Linked DNA regions of Mus musculus: region 2 is linked to region 1. The links are chromatin contacts, called in public Hi-C maps. All regions are on one chromosome and are shown on one strand. The core of a region is the stretch at or near the end of the contact, and the rest is flanking DNA. Distances in the headings are between cores, read along the strand shown. Region 1 overlaps Opcml (opioid binding protein/cell adhesion molecule-like). Region 2 has its middle 46 kb from the start of Ntm.

The links. Hi-C and Micro-C count contacts between places; a contact is called where the count stands out from the background.
Region 2: a Hi-C map of cerebellar granule neurons shows a contact between it and region 1, with 2.1 times the contacts expected there. The contact joins two enhancer-like sites.

What each region holds. Positions count from the first base shown.
Region 1 is chr9:28,679,730-28,683,986 of GRCm38.p6, reverse strand. The region is part of intron 3 of Opcml (opioid binding protein/cell adhesion molecule-like); the gene reads right to left. Among named protein-coding and RNA genes, the nearest start is that of Gm39313, 290 kb to the right of the region's middle. Within about 2 kb of position 2,551, at least 7 of the 459 cell types and tissues checked have an H3K27ac peak or open chromatin away from gene starts, as enhancers often do. A contact at or near this core is called in cerebellar granule neurons, where this site is marked.
Region 2 is chr9:29,456,656-29,460,588 of GRCm38.p6, reverse strand. It overlaps a transcript of Ntm not described here. Among named protein-coding and RNA genes, the nearest start is that of Ntm, 46 kb to the right of the region's middle. Within about 2 kb of position 2,223, at least 15 of the 459 cell types and tissues checked have an H3K27ac peak or open chromatin away from gene starts, as enhancers often do. A contact at or near this core is called in cerebellar granule neurons, where this site is marked.

The sequences.
Region 1 (4,257 bases), core at 1,302-3,801:
GTGGAGATCACAGGGGAAATAGACACAAACCTTGTCAACACTGTGTGAGAGGGAGAGTTTTGAATGTGAATGTGTGTACATGCAAGGATGTTAAGGTCTTAGTTCTGTAGCAGCAGAACAAAGCTTCATGTTTCTCTTCACAACAATGTAAGAAATGTCCTGGTTAAGAAAGAAACCATCTTTGCTATGCATGTGTTTTTTGACTGTGTCATTACAGAGTATATATCATATTGTGAAAGGCATCTGAACTTCGGAGATTAGGAACAAGGTGAACATCCATTCAATTCTGGCTCTAGAGGTATCAAGTTCAGATAGCTGCTAACTAGCACCATCTGATATCAGAGCAAGAAGGCTGCCCAGAGTACAAGTGTGAACTTCATTCTGAAAGTTCAGGTCAGCAGAGGCGTGGGAGAAGCATATATACATAGGGTAAGCATCTATCTGTTTGTCTGTCCTTTTTTTTTCATTAATTTACTTATTTACTTTATAGGTGAGTTTAATTTTTACTGTTGGCTTGACTGGATTGTAGAACCATCTAAGGCACTTTCCTTAGGTGTGTTTGTGAGTATGTTTACAGATATATTTAACTGTAGAGGGAAGACTAGGCCTCAATGTGGGCTGTGTGCCAAGAACTGAATAAAAGTGGGAAGGGGCAGGGAAGCCTGGTGTACTCAGTATTCCTCTCTTTCTTTCCTTGACGGCAGAGGCAATGTGTCTAGTCAACCCATCACTGTGTCCACAGACCTTCTCTGCCATGATGCACTGAACTTCAATGAACCATAAACCAAAAAAACCCCTCTGAACTTGATTCTGTTGAATATTTTGCCATAGCCAAGAAAAAATTACTATTCCTATGAAGGAAGGTTCCCAAGATACCTTCCTTTTTCATATGCAGACAGTCTCCTGACAACTAATGACACCATCGCTGATTCCTTCTGTGGCTTTCAGTTGTCACTGAAGTCACTCCAATCCTTTAATAAAGAATATACAGGGCCGGTGAGATGTCTTAGGGGTTTAATGCAAGGAAGACTGATGACTGAGTTTCATCCACAGAAACCACATTATAGAAGCATAAGATTGAATCCTGCAGGTGGTCCTCTGATACCACATGTATACCATGGCACATGTGTGCCTCCATACACACACACACACACACACACACACACACAGACACAGTAAATGTAAGAAAAGATAATAGAGGTGATATATAGATGATGATAGAGAGATAAATAGATAAATGATAGATGATAGATAAATAAATGATAGAAGATAGATAGATAGATAGATGATAGATAGATAGATAGATAGATAGATAGATAGATAGATAGATAGATACAAAGACATACATAAATATATACCTACATACATACATACATATGTACATATATAAGCACAAATAAAACAATTTTATGTGTTTTTTTCAGAGAGGAACCAGGAAAGAGAGATTTAAAAACAAAAACAAAAACTTTTCCAATGAAAATGATGGATAATACTCAGTGTCCCCACTAATGATGCTATCAAGGGATCCCTAAATTCTTTGTCCAAATAAACTATAAACCAACAAAGGTTTGTGAGCAAACTTTCTGATTGCCCCATCAGTGGGTAAAATTAAAAGAGACAGACAATCCAAGAAAAAAAAATAACCTTCCGTTGAGAAATTTTACTAAAGAATCATAAGATAGAATTATCAGAAAGGAGCATTTGAGTCCAGTCCACCCTCACCTCCATGTCAAAACCAGGGAAGTGTTTTGTGGTAGGGATCCATTATCTTGTGTGATTCATGGGCACAGATGCATAGATGCTGCTTATAGTTCCTGGCTCAGAACCATGTGTCAAAATGGGATATAAGAGCACATGGAGAGAGGAAGGGGGACAGGAAGGGGGAAGCATGAAAGTAAGGAAGAGAGAGACGCATGGACAAGTGTGCACAGAGGATTTTATTAACTACTTTGTTTATTTCTTCATGTTTGTGTGTCTGTGTATACTTGTGTATGGAGTAGGCCATGGCACATTAGTGTGGACAACAAATGACAATTTGTGAGAAATCAGTTCTCTCTCCCTGCAACATGTAGGGTCATCACGCCTGGCAGCAGGCGCTTTTACTCACTGAGCCATCTCACCAGCCCCTACAGAGAGGATTAAAGTGCGCGTGCTGCACACAGAAAATCAGTTTTACTGCATGCTGTTCATCCCAGGATAAGAAACCTGGAAGGCAATGTCCTAAAGACTCAGGAGCCAAGCTTAGGCTAGGGAGTACATTTTCTCATGCCCAGGCTTGTTCTTTTCTACTTTTCCACCTTGCTTCTGTGAAGAACAAGTGTGATTATAATTTAAAATAGAGGCTGAATAAATTAAATGTATTTCAGGTTGACTGCTTGCTTTTCTTTAAGCTCATAATTATACACGTTAATTCAAATGACTTGGTAATATTTGGGAGGAGAGGGGGAAATCACAGAGAAAAGATTTGGTACAAAGAAGAGTTGGAAGTGGTTTTGTCTCTGAAAAATCTTGTGCACCATGTGGCTCTGTCTGCATCATCCTGCTGTAAACCCTCCTCCCAGGTGCCTGTAGCTCCCAGCCCAGAAATTTCTCATCAGCATCTGCATTTCTTCTTAGCTTCTTTAGAACTTGTCTTTCTCTTAAAGGGCAGCATTTTCCTGCCCATTCACTTCACTCCGAATTAGCAGTGTGGCAGAGGGACACAATTCTGGGGGTTACATAGCAAAAAAATACATTCATTAAGAGGTTCGTAGCCACTTCCCTGCCAGCCTAATTCATTCAAAGCACTCCTGACTCCCTGGATCTCCATTTCTTGCTTTATAGAGTGGTGACTTTCTGCTCTGTCTTCCAGGGATTTTGTAAAGAATAATCAAAAGAGATAATGCATGCAAAGTGCCTTGTTGACTATTTGTATTTTGATAGCTTTCTCTCCAGTGCCAAAAGCTTAACCCAAATGAATAAATGCAGCGAAGGGAATTTAAAACACTTACTAGCTCTATCGTCTAGCACAGTTTCAATCTAAGCCTTGGTTTCTTTATTTGTAAGATACGAAGATGATGCATAGTTTGTCAAGTAGATGCAAAGATCAATTGAGACACGGTTAGTGCATAATGTGGCCAGTGCCCGAGCTAACAGGGGCCCAATAAGAATGGAGTGGGCAGAAAACTAGATTTCCTTTCAGATAACAGCTTGTCTCCCCAAAACAGGATCCACATTAAAATACCCAAAGCCATTTGTATATATAAAAATTACAGAAGCCTTTTGTGAAGTCCCCTATGTATGAATTTCATATTTCATATTTCATATTTCTCTCTATCTCTGCTTCATGTAGGTGTATGTATGTGTAGGGGTGTTGGGGATTTGGTGCATGTGAATGCACATATATTGATATATACATGTGTATGGAGGCCTCAATATCCTCCTCAATTTTCTCTACTTTATCTTTTGAGACAGAACATTTTACTGAATCTGGAGAGTGCTGACTCAGCAAGGACTGGCCATTAAGCTCCAGGCACCCCCCCTTCTCCTCTCCAGTGCAATGATTACATGCATGCATTTTTATGTCCCTGCTGGGATCCGAACTCATATTCTCATGCTTGCCTAACATGTTTTCTAGCATGTTGAGCCTATTTCATCTTAAGATGAATCATTTCTGAGCCTCTGAACAAATCTAGGCTTTGTAAAAAAACACTCAGTCCAGGAGAGAACCTTGCCTTACAGGCCCCAGATTTCTAAGCCAGCCCAGAGAAAGGCTGAGAGTATCAACACTCCTCAAGCAAAGATAGACACAATTTCCCTTCTGCATCCATTTCTAACAAATAGCAACACCCCAGACCACCAGTACTCATAGATCTGGTGAGGTTTCAGAACATGGAGAGTTAATGAAGATTAGGATGGCAATTAGATCTTGGATTCCCAAAGGAGAAGGGGTTTTCAGTACTTACATAGGATAAAATGGTAACATTTAAAATGTGTACCCCTGGAGGGATGAGCTACTAGAAAATTAATTATCTTCTCTCTGCCTCTCTCCCAGCTTCTTTGTAGCATTTATGGCGGCTTTGGGGTCCCTCCCTCACAGCTCATTTTCTTTTTGGGGCTTTGTCGTTAATTCCTGATGGTACCATTCAATGTTGGCAGTCAGAGGGAAGCAAAACAAAATAATACACAAGAAAAAAAATCAGAGACATTCTTTATGACCCTAGAGCCGAGAAGTAAGCAAGCATGATTGGCAGGAGAGAGGCATTGGAAAAAGCTGAG
Region 2 (3,933 bases), core at 974-3,473, 780 kb before region 1:
GCTGTGTTTCACAACATCCATGCAAACAGGAATGGAGAATGCAGTATTTCCGAGTTAGGAATGTACTTATGAGTGTGATAGAAACTGATGTTTGAATGTGGGTGTGTCCAGAATCCCCGTGAGCATGTGTTGAGACGGACTATGGCTGGTGAGTGTAAAAGCAGTCCAAAGGCAGTTGCTACACTTTGTTCACCCTAGGAGGGAAGTAAGAGTCAGCTGCCTCCTACTGCCCATTTACCTGCTGGTCAAAATAAACTAACTAAGTAACTAACTACAGACCATACCAAACTAGAAGATTTACTATAGTCATGTACATATGCATGACCTGGACTGGTAGATCTTTCTCTCTCTCTCTCTCTCTCTCTCTCTCTCTCTCTCTCTCTTACACACACACACACACACACACACACACACACACACACACACACACACAGAGAGAGAGAGAGAGAGAGAGAGAGAGAAACTCACTCACGAATATAAGCACCTGAATAAAACTGTAAGCACTCAACATTACCAATGCACTACACACCTCTCATGTGTGCAACATGGGCAGCACACATGTGCTTTCTAACACCGTATACACTATACCCACCTTCAGACATGCAGATCACACATATACTATATCATTGTACTATAATTTGCACACAAGGAGATGCCTCGGGAATTTCACCATTCCTTTTCTGTTCAGCCTTGTTCCAGATGTGCAAAGGGAAAAACCAAAACAACAGACCAAAGCAGGAGTGTCTATGGGGTCTATAGCAGCCCTTTCTGTCATCGCTGACATCTATGGAGGCTACAGCAGTTGCCATAGAGATGCTACATCTCAGTCTGGGTTCCGTAGGCCGGAGAACTGGGCACAAATCAGAGACCCTGACCCGTTTGTCTGCAGCCATAGCCAGCCACTTTGTCAGAGCTCCAAAGCCCACAGGAATGGAGAGTCAGGATTCAGAACCCATCTCACAGAATTCAGCTTGTGCACATGTGTCCCCTGCATATCTGCGTGGGCTAAAAATACCTGTGCCCTGCATGGCGCCAGAGATCGCTGACAAAGGCATTCGTATTTGCAGTCGAGACACCCTTGGATTACTTCTGCAGTAACCTCTCTCACATTTTAAACAGGTTGGTTAGAGCCATCACTTAGTCTGCCTCCAGGAGGCAGCCATTAAGAGATGTAGCTGGGAATGGCATTTCTTTCTTTCCTTTTTTTTTTTTTTTTCCTTAAAAGGTTTTTAAAAAGTGACTATTTTCATTACAGTGTCGTAAATTTTCTGGTTTAAAAATAAAATTCATTTGAACTTAAGCTTCTTTAGACAAACTAGTGTCTTCAGGGAAAGTAGGTTAATAGGAAAGGTAGGAGGGGCCAGCTTGTCTCGCCAGTTGTTGGGGAATGCAAGCTGGAACACAGTGAGGCTGCCAAGATGGAGTGGGGGGGGGGGGGAGCAGGTGTAGGAGTGTTGAAAGCAGGGCTCCCTCTCTCCTTCCAGTCTCCTGGATTCTTGAAGAGAGAGCAGGATGCAATCATAGGTTCTGTTATAGGCACAAAGGTAAATTAACCAAGAAATTAACTTTTCAGATGTCCAACCATGAGCCCTCCCAAGTACTCCTCCTGGCCACCTGCTGTTTGCACTTACACTGGGCTAAGGAGGGAATCTGGTTCAACTCTCACCCCAGGCCTTGCCTCCGGGCAGGCTGCAGGGCTCCAGAATTAGAGGGCTGGGGGGGAACAAGAAGCCACCCAGATATAGCAGGAAGGTGCTTGCACCTTGTACATCACAGGAGGTGGCAGAAATTAATCTCTCTCTCTCTCTCTCTCTCTCTCTCTCTCTCTCTCTCTCTCTCTCTCTGTGTGTGTGTGTGTGTGTGTGTGTGTGTGCGCTTTCCTCTGTATGCCTGTGTATGTATATCCTTGTATGTGTATCTTTCCCTGTGTACTTCTATGTTTGGCAGAGTTTCTATGAATCTGTGTTTGTGCATGATTATCTATCAGCTTTTCTCTACCTGTGTCTGCATCTTCCTAGTTGCACATGCGTATTTTTGGGTGTCAGTGTGTGTCTATGTGTGTGTATGCACATTCACACTCTTGTGAGTGTGTTTCTATGACTGCAAAGAGAAGGGTGAAATGTGGACAGAGGTGTTTGGGGACACAAAATAAGGTCTTAAGTACACAGAGCCCACAGGCCAGGGATCCCACCACCAGCAGATGGAGCTGTGGGTACAAGTTTGAAAAAGGCCAGCCTGACTGCTGGCCTTGCAGTGCTAACTGAAGAACCCCTAGCTCCCCCTCATCCCAACCCCTTAACCTCCCCAGCCCCCCACCCCCACCCCTCGCTGTCAAGACTGTGTTTGGGAGCCCACTAATCTGCCTCATACTCCTGCAACAAGGAAATCCCGGGGACAGCAGGGCTGCGCTTAACTGAGGCTGTTTTTCTTGGGCTTGGTGGAGTCACAGGATGAAACTAAGAGCTCACTAGCTATTCCATGCCTTATGGAGAGAATTATACTGTTAGGTAAATGAGCCCCCAAAGCACAATGTGCCCCTCATTTCACAGATAAACAAAAGACCTTAATTCCTTTGTGACTTCGGTCACCTTGCCCTAAGGATCTCTCCCTCCCGCCCCCCCACCCCGCCCCTTTTAACTTTGACCAAGATCTATCAAAGACTCTTCCTCTTCTCCCAGCCCCACCCCCACAACCCCCACCTCTACCCCACCCCCGTGTGATCATTCTTTATCTGCAGTGAACTTCTTACTAATAGCTAGCTCCTATCTGATCTCTCTGTCTGAAATCCTTTCTGGCTGCCATTCATTGTAGACTAGATTCATCTTCCCCACAGAGCTTGGATCCTGTCTGGGTCTGTCCAGATATTTCAGCAGCTTGCACCAAAATCAAGTTCAAGCTAGCTCACACTTGAAATAGCAGTATCCCTGACTCAGTATGCCTCATTTCTCCAAGGACAACCCCTGCTCCATCTTGTCTCCTATGCATACCTTGAGCTCCAACTGTCTTTCAACCTCTGTTAATTTTTTTCTGTTTTATTTACCCATTTTAAATAGTACTTCTGAATGGCTCTATCTCCTCCAATTTTATCCTTTACATAGTACACCTTTCCCTATAATACTGTCCTGATGACATCACTAGACACACCCTTTGCCCCAGGTTCTACAGACCTTTCATCTGCACCCAGTGCTATCCTGTACCCCTTTCACAGGTCACTGTGGTCTTTGATACACATGGCTGATTCTGCAGTTAGCATGGCCTTCTTCACTGTATTCCAACCATCACTGTCCACTGGAACTCGTGAAAGCTCTCCAAATAGGTGAACACAAGCCTAGCAATTGTCGTTATGTGTTCTCCTCCTTTTGTACTTACTTTATAAGAAGTCTGTCTCATCTAGGTCAGTTTTGGAGCCCGATCATCTACTGGTCCAGCCTATGGCCATCTATGTGATGAGTAACAGCTCAGTCAGTGTATTTCCAACATGCCACCCAAATCCCACAACAGTAAGAAAGTGATCATACAGAGACAGAGATGAAAAGGTCATTGTGATTCTTGCTGACACCCCATGCTAACATCCCACTCTCATGAGAACTCACCAAGGTCCTGTAAGAACTCCCTTACTTCCTCCACAGAGCAGTACCTCCAATGACCTGATGAGATGCATGAAGCCCCACCTCTTAAAGGCCCCACCACCTCCTACACTGCACTGTGGTATGGAAGGGGTGGACAAACTTCTAATACAAGAAGCTCTATACTTTTCTTTTTTTAAAAAATTGGGTATTTATTTCATTTACATTTCCAACACTATTCCAAAAGTACCCCACACACTCCCCTACCCACTCCCCCACCCACTCCCCCACCCACCCACTCCCACTTCTTGGCTCTGGCGTTCCCCTGAACTGAGGCAGCAGTTTATATGGGCCAGTCTTTCTCCCA